Linked DNA regions of Macaca mulatta: region 2 is linked to region 1. The links are chromatin contacts, called in public Hi-C maps. All regions are on one chromosome and are shown on one strand. The core of a region is the stretch at or near the end of the contact, and the rest is flanking DNA. Distances in the headings are between cores, read along the strand shown. Region 1 holds the start of ZKSCAN4 (zinc finger with KRAB and SCAN domains 4). Region 2 holds the start of ZKSCAN8 (zinc finger with KRAB and SCAN domains 8).

Region 1 (4,125 bases), core at 1,339-3,838:
TTGCTTGTTTAACCTCTTTATAAAATCTGTGTCTTCTAAATTACAACAGTTCCAGATAAAGAAAATGCTGTCAAAAGGCTTCCAACCCATCCCATCTACTGACCCAGAAAATAAAAGCATCCTGCCCTTAGATATGGTATCCAGAGATTTGTACTCTTCCAGTGCTAGGCAGGGCCTATACCCATAAACTAAGCAGGAAGCAGTTACAGAAGATGGACCACTGCCCTTCTGCAGCCTGCTTAAAATTAAGAAGGCATATCTAATCTCTGAGGGAGGAATGAGGTAGGAGGCAGAATTCAACTCCAGAAGTGGGGCTCCAACACCTGACCAAATTGAAGACTAGCTAAGAGGGAAGAGGCAAAATCACCTCTCCACAAGACACACCCACCAATGTGCAATGTCAGTTTACCATTGCCATGGCAACACAAGGAAGTTGCCACCCCTTTCCATGGCAATGACCAGGTGTCTCAGAAGTTAACACCCCTTTTCTAGAAATTTCTGCATAATTGGATGCTTAATTTGCATATAATTAAATGTAGGTATAAATGTAACTGCAGAACTGCTTCTGAGCTGCTACTCTGGGCACACTGCCTAGGGGGTAGCCCTGCTCTGTAAGGAGCAGTACCTCTGCTGCTGTGGTACACTGACACTTCAATAAAAGTTGTTGCCTCATACCACTGGCTTGCCCTTGAACTCTTCCCTGGGCAAAGCAAAGCATCCTCTTGAGCTAAGCCCTAATTTTGGGGCTCACTTGTCCTGCATCATTCTGTTCTATAGAATATCCCACATGCTGGATTTGGCTGATTGATTTTTAAAGTGTCATTTAATTCCTTAACTCTCAAACTCACCTGCATGTTGGAATCATCTAGGAAAGTTGGCCAGGCATGGTGACTCACACCTGTAATCCCAGCACTTTGGGAGGCTGAGGTGGGTGGATCACTTGAGGCCAGGAGTTCGAGACCAGCATGGTGACGCATGTCTGTAATCCCAGCTATTCAGGTGGCTGGGGCACTAGAATCACTTGAACCCAGGAAGCAGAGGTTGCAGTGAGCCAAGATTGTGCCACTGCACTCCATCTCTGGGTGACACAGCAAGACTGTCGCAAAACAAACAAAAACAACAAAAAGATGTTATTAATGCCTGAGTCCCATCCTGTGACACTCTGATTTAATTGATCCTGCTTGCAGTCTAGGTATCAGGATGTTTTAAAAGCTCCCCAGTGATTTTCTCTGACAGAGTGTGAAAACTGCTAACTTAACTTGTTTCTGTAAATATTAGGATCTAGAAACTTACTTATATTCAAGTTTACTTATAAGGATACTTCAGGGGCACTGCCCTCTACCTTCTGTGGTAGCTCATCAAGAGAAAGATATTTTGTAGCAGTTTTCATTTGCAAAAGTCTTTGGGACCTCTCATTTTCTGAAGTTCTTTTCCTTCCTAATCCTTGGAACATAGAGGCATAGGCAGAGAAAGAAAAACTCAGGGAAGCACTGACATGGTATTTTTTCCCCTAATAAATTACTGAACTTGCATTTTGTAGCTTCTCCATTCCACTGGGCAGAAAGGGGCTTACTGAAGTGTCCAGCCAAAAAAACTTACAGTCAATTACGGCTTAAAATCGAGTCCCATCTAGTTCAAAGAATTCTCAAGGCTTTCTCCTATTATAGGATAGGCCTAGTTTATCACATGCCAGGCATTGTTCTAAGCAGTTTACACAAGAGTGCTCTCAATATTATCTAATCCCTACTAATGCCTGTAACATCCCTATCTACTATTACTTTCCCTATTTACAGATTGGAAAAGTCGGGCACAGGGAGGGTAAATAATTTACCAAGCTCACCCAGCCAGTTAGTGGTAAAGCCAGGATTACACAGGTAACCTGGCTACCTGTGTATCTAGCCACTGTGCTTGACTGTGAATGGGGGCTGGGAAGAAACAGGAAGGAAGAAAGCAGAAGAGAATGGGGTCCCTGAAGCCAGAGACTAGAGAGTTTCTGAAGGTGGAGAGAAGCATAAGCCTGATTGCCAGAGAAGCAGCCACAGAATGTGCAAAGTGGTGAGGGGGGAGTGGGACACTGTGTTAAGGATTAGTGGGAGGTGAGGGCTACAGTTGGGGTGGGGGGGCTTTCTTTCAAGTAGTTTGACCTTAATGAGGAGGAAAAAAAGTGACAGATTAAGGGGGTGAGTGGGGAAGGACCAAGGGCAGCCACTGCTCACTCCAGGCAAGTGCCTGGTGATGTGTTCCGCTGCTTTGATGTTTCTGGTCCTCTTGCCAGAGTTTTTAGGGCTCTGGGGAACCCCTGCTTTCCAGCTCAATTTTAGTGTTAATTTTATGCCAGCTGCTTAAGCAAGCTTTACATAGGAAAGAAATATGAGCCACAACGGCATCCTTCCAGGATTTAAAGGCTCAGTCCTATTTCTTATGATCCAGTGTACGTCATCCTTTCCTTTTCTTTCCCTTAACTGCCTTCCCTTGTGTGGTGGTAAGGACAGGGTAGCTAAAGGGTTAACTCGGAGACAACCACTGAGAGAAGCTTCCTAGAGAGCCCAGGAAGTTGCCTTAGTTGCCAGCGAGGCTTCCTGTGCTCCAGCCTCAACTTCCCTCCTGTGTCTGGAGAGTGATCACTTTCACTTCCAGACATCCTTTGGGGATACTTACTGTGGGATTCAGAGTGAAGTGCAGAGGACGACCCTGCAAGGGCACGGACTATAAGAGAGATCTGTGCAGCTGCGCCTCAGGAGTGTCCTGGGCCTCTGGGCATGAGAGGAGGGGGACCACTTGCAGTTTTACTGGACAATTTACCACCTTTCCAGAATCCTCTGAAGATATACAGGTCGCAACTAGAGTGAGACCTTAGTACTGCCTTGGGTCAGAATGGCTAGAGAACCGAGAAAAAACGCAGCCCTGGACGCCCAGTCTGCAGAAGACCAGACGGGGCTTCTGACCGTGAAGGTAGAGAAGGAGGAAGCTTCCGCCTTGACGGCGGAGGTGAGCGCATCCTGCAGCCCCGAACGCTCCCGCCAGCGCTTCCGAGGCTTCCGCTACCCGGAGGCTGCGGGTCCCCGCGAGGCGCTGAGCCGGCTCCGAGAGCTCTGCCGACAGTGGCTGCAGCCTGAGATGCACAGCAAGGAGCAGATCCTGGAGCTGCTGGTGCTGGAGCAGTTCCTGACCATCCTGCCGGGGAATCTGCAGAGCTGGGTGCGGGAGCAGCATCCAGAGAGCGGGGAGGAGGTGGTGGTGCTATTGGAGTATTTGGAGAGGCAGCTGGATGAACCGGCGCCGCAGGTAGAAAGAACAGGTTTAATATCTGAGCGCTGTGGTCTGTTTCCTCCTGAAATCCCAGATCGGAGTGAGGGGCATTCCTTTAAGATCCAGGAGTTCTCCATCTCTTTTTGTACTGTGAACGTCCTTGGCAGTAAGGTGAAGTCCCCGGACTCCTTCTCAGAATTATGTTTTTAAATATATAAAGAAACTATAAAGGATTACAAAAGAACACAACCATAATGACATACAGTTAGCAAAGAGTTAAATTTGTATTAAAGTAATATATGTGGATTTTTATTAGTGCACTAAATAATAAGACCTAGGGACAGGGCTTATAATTGGCAATTTCAGAATGGTGATAAGCATCTATTTGCCTGGTTGTAATGTGATGTGAAAACATGTGCAGGTTCTATTGGTGACAAAGTCCTGGGTACTGCTTATGCTACCTTGATTTGTTGCTTCCATTCATAGTTGAAGGAAATGTTAACTCTCTCTTAAAGACCAGTAAAAATAAGATTAGTTTTTGTCCTGTCTAAGTTCATGGACCACTTAGGAGAAAGTCCATGGACCACTGGTTATGAACCTCTGGTAGAAAGTGGGCCGATTTTTACCTTCATGTTCTTCCCTGTTTTATGAGGGACTATTTCCTCTTCTCATTGTCCTGTGTCCCTGTGCACACACCCTCAGAGGACCTGTGTGGCCAAAGCCTTCTAACTGGTGAGCTGGATACCGAGGTTCTTGACTTAGGTCTATTGCACCCGAGCCCTGTAGCAGTGGGAAGTCATTATAAATCTCTTAGCTTCATTCTTCATAAAAGATGTGGGAAATTCTGAGCTGCACATGAGACAGCAACTTGAAAAC
Region 2 (4,348 bases), core at 41-2,540, 120 kb after region 1:
GGTGAGCACTGTGTGGATACAGACTGATTTTTACAGTCTCCTTAAATAACACCTAGTCAAGTTTACATGAGTTTAATATGCCATCTTTAAAGCTTCCTCTGAATTTTAAATGCTGTAATCCTGTGAGATACTGAAGGCACAACTCAATTTTAACAGCATTATTTTTTCAATAGTTGTAGAAGGAATGTATTCTTCCTTCAGACTAAGTCTAATTTGAGAAATGTTTGGGAACTGAAAACAAAACAAAAAAGACATTTTCCAGGATTTAAAATCCAAGAAAAAGTAGGTGAAGCGAATACTATGCTTTGTTATCTCAAATTGCATTAGCTGAAAGTTTTAATTAACATCACATTTTACATTTAACCACAACAGAAATTCAAAACATGTATGTATTTGCTAAAACAATGACTGTTCGTAAATATACTCAACGGAACTAACAAACACCAGAAATATGTTTTTAAAGGTGGTGGTGGCAGTCAAAGTAGCCTGACAAAAATTATTCATGACTAACCAGAGTTTTGGAAATGGGGACCTCCCAGAGTTCCTCGTTGGCTAACTTCAGTTTGCTTTAACGAATGAAATAGGCATTCTGATAACGCTGAATTCTGAATTACCTTGAAATTAAAACAAAACAAAACAAACTTTCGTACAATTATCTAGTCAACACACCACCAGTTTCTGAAAACACTAAAGAAAGCAGAGTAACAGCAAAAATGGGTATGCATGGAAAACTGGGGCTTCCAAAAGCAAAATATGTCTTTTTTTAAAAACTGAGAATTTTGTTGTGACCGAAACGCAAAATAGCGCTATCTGAAAACAATTCAGACTCTGGAAATAATTGGATAAAAAATAACATGGGGGGGGTCAGTTCCCCATTTTAAGATAAACACGATCGACTACAAAATCATACCACAAAACGATTATCTATGAAGAAAGCTTCATAAAAGGTTCCCTCGCAAAAAGTTCGAGGGCAATGCGTGGGGACGTACTCTGCCTGTACCAGCAACTAAGGCGTCGGAATCGGTCCGCGGCGACGACCACCGCACAGGCCCCTCTGCGGACCCCTCACGCCAGTCCTCAGCTGCGGCCTGGACCAGCCACAAAGCACCCACTTTTCTCCGACCCAGAGCCCGACCGTACTCACTGTGAGTTGCAGAGGCGCCCCGGCGGGGGGAAGGTACGCTGCAACGGATAAACACACCCGGAGAAAGGTCGGGAAGTAAAGGAGATGAAAACTGTACTCCAACCAGGGCCCTCCGGCCACTAACTTCCAAATCTGCGGAGGCACAACACCGTCCAGCACGCATCTTGCCCCAAAGGCACTTCCGGAAGCTCTCTAGGAGTCCTGGAGGTCTAAAAGCTCTATGGTCTGCCGACTGCGGGTACAGGAGTACCACGCCCCTCACCTGCTGTGTGCTGTGCCTCGGGTTCGTCTGCGTGCCTCAGGCTTCCCCGTCGCTGGGGCAGTGAACGTGCTGGGGAATAACGGACCTTGGTGTCCCCTCTGCCTTGTGTGCTCGTGCAGCTCCGCGCGTTCGCTGACAATAGTAACGGCCCCCTGGGGGTAGATATCCGACGTAGGGAGGCTAGAGCTGTGTAAGGAGGCTAGGAAAGTGTTGGAGGAGGGAGCACTTCATGGTTCCTTAGGATTCCAACTGGACTCGCGTTTGGCCCCGTTACATACCCTGTACTTTACTGTTCATAAATATATTCATAAATATATCCAATCCTCCCACATAGAGTACAAACTTCATGAGAAATTCCTGCTAATCACAGTTCATAGTTTTGTGAAATCCCTATGGCATGGCACTTAGGAATCGCATACTTTATTAAGTATTCAAAAAATCGTAATTAAATATATATTATTTTTGGATCTTTACATATTTCCCACTCTTTCCTATGTTAATGAATTTCAATTGCTTACAACATCTGCTTTGCTGCTTAGCTGTTTTAATGCTAAACCTATGATGTAAGCTTGGGGAGTAAACCCTAGTTTTAATACCACAAAATTTGGGGAACAAATCTATGTTCATTCTTTTTTTGCTAGTCTTTTTTTTTTTGAGACGGGGCGCTATTGCAGAGTGTATTGGTGTGATCATAGCTCACGGCAGCCTCAACCTTCTGGGCTCAAGCAATCGTCCCACCTAAGTCCCCCAAGTAGCTGGGACTACAGGTGTGCACCAACCTCAGCTTTAAAAAATTTTTTCTTGTAGAAACGGGGTGGGGGTGGGGGGGTCTCAGTATGTTGCCCAGGCTGGTTTCGAACTCCTGGGCTCAAGTGATCCTCCTGCCTCAGTCTCCCAAAGTCCTGGGATTACAGGCATGAGCCACCGCCCTGGCCCTATGTAATGAACAGACCTGTTGCATTACAGCTTTTTAACTTTTGAGACTAATAGGATTTCAGGGGTGGAGGTTGTGGCAAGAGTTAATTTTTGTTGTTTAGGTCTCATGTATTTATTTCCTTCAGCGCCTTTCCCAACCACCTATTTATTGAGTTCTCAGGGCTCCTCCAATTTTCACCTTAATTTCCCTCTTTATCTGCTCCTGCTGGTAGCTACCACCACCGTTTCTATCCCTTCCCAATTACTAACTCCCCAAATTTTGTGTACTGACAAAGTTGTTTTGATTTAAGGGTTTTGTCATCTAATTATCACATGAAAACAAGTAAATAATAGTAAACACTAGGAAGCTACAGTGCTTCTGGACTCCTTCAAAGCACTTATTTTTGCTTTTTATTTCACAGCTGTTGCTTTCCACCTGGGATGGTAACTGGAAGTAACTGGTGACAGATTAGAACTCTACTTTGTTTCTTTTTTTACGTTTAAAAAATAACTTTTTTGGCTGAGCAAGGTGGCTCATGACTGTAATCCCAGCACTTTGGGAAGCTGCGGGAGGATCACCTGAGCTCAGGAGTTTGAGACCAGCCTGGCCAACATGGCAAAACCCCATCTTGGCAAAAAATACAAAAATTAGCCGGGCATGGTGGTGGGCTCCTGTAGTCACAGCTACTCCAGAGGCTGGGGCAGGAGAATCACATGAGCCTGTGAGGCAGAGGCTGCAGTGAGCTGAGATCCTGCCATTGCACTCCAGCCTGATCAGTGGAGCAAGACCCTGTCTCATCTTAAATAAACAAACAAATAATTTTTAAGTCTGAAGTTGTGCACATAGGTAGTTGTACAAATTCAATGTGCACACAACTATGACTGCACATACTATGTATAAAATTGTGTACACATAGGAAGTAAAATAGCATCATGCTATAGGCAGTTTTCTCAAACTGGACACACAGACACCGATTATAACAGATAAAATTGATAAATTTGACTTCAAAATTTTAAATTTAAATTCTCATCAGAATTTAAATCTTCTCAAAAAAAGCACCATTAAGAAAGTGAAGAAAAAGCTATACACTGGAAAATATTTGTAATACATCTATCTGACAAAGAACTATCCAGAATATATAAAGAACTCTCACAATTAAATGAATAAGATAATTCAACACAAATAGGCAAAATATTTGAACACTTTGTTTACAAAAGATAAAAGAATGGCCAGTATGCACACTAAAAAGTAATAATTATTCATCAGGGAAATGCAAAGTTAAAACCACAATGAATTACCACCACATATCCATTAGAATGGTTGATAATATCACCAATTTCTAAGTTATCCAGGTTTGAGAGGCTTCCTTAGCTTACTCAATGAAATATGGAGATAAAGGAGAAATTATCAGCACCAGATTTCTCCTTTGAAATGTTACTTTTCTCCATTAATGTAACCACCATCCTCAGTTCTAATTAATTCATACCTATGTGACTGCAACAGACTTGAGATAGTCTTCCTAACTATCCAAGACGTGGTCCTTAAATATCATTATCATTCTTCCAATCACTAACCCTGAGTGGTTCCTTATCTCTAAGTAAAATTTAAACTTCTCTGTTTGCCTTTTATTTTTTGTATTTTTAAAAATAAATGAAACATGATATATCAAATTATTAAAAGCTGGTATCTCTACCCTCAAATGGTATTTACCTAGAATGTTGGGGGATAATTCTTTAATGGTCTCTCAAATTACTCCTAGTCTTATGGTAGATTTTTCTTTCAGGTTAGCTTTTCAAGGATATTTGTATCTCCTTTTAGAGCACAGTTGTTTCCTGACCAGGATAAAGATAATGGCTCATTCTGGGGCAAGGCTAAGCAAAGGATGGGCTTCCTAAGCTTGGCATTCCTCTGTTAGGTTGCAAACCCACTGTTCCATCCTAGCAGAGGAATGCCAAGCTTAGGCCACTCTGTGGGCTTTGGGAACATAAGCTTTGGGAACAAGGGAATATAAAGCTTATGTTGCCTG

What was found. A called contact is a pair of places that touch in the nucleus more often than the background predicts.
Region 2: a contact with region 1 is called in a Hi-C map of fetal cortex germinal zone, with 4 times the contacts expected there. The contact joins the promoter of ZKSCAN8 here to the promoter of ZKSCAN4 in region 1. A contact is called at or near these places in 3 of 14 Hi-C or Micro-C datasets (CD4 T cells, fetal cortex germinal zone and lung fibroblasts).

Annotation. Positions count from the first base shown.
Region 1 is chr4:155,110,527-155,114,651 of T2T-MMU8v2.0, forward strand. It overlaps ZKSCAN4 (zinc finger with KRAB and SCAN domains 4), which reads left to right and starts at 2,589. Exons shown (of 5, transcript XM_028847756.2): 1 at 2,589-2,988. The coding sequence starts at 2,875.
Region 2 is chr4:155,232,953-155,237,300 of T2T-MMU8v2.0, forward strand. It overlaps ZKSCAN8 (zinc finger with KRAB and SCAN domains 8), which reads right to left and starts at 1,291. Exons shown (of 6, transcript XM_015135783.3): 1 at 1,145-1,291. It overlaps LOC702796, which reads left to right and starts at 2,042. Exons shown (of 2, transcript XM_078000794.1): 1 at 2,042-4,348.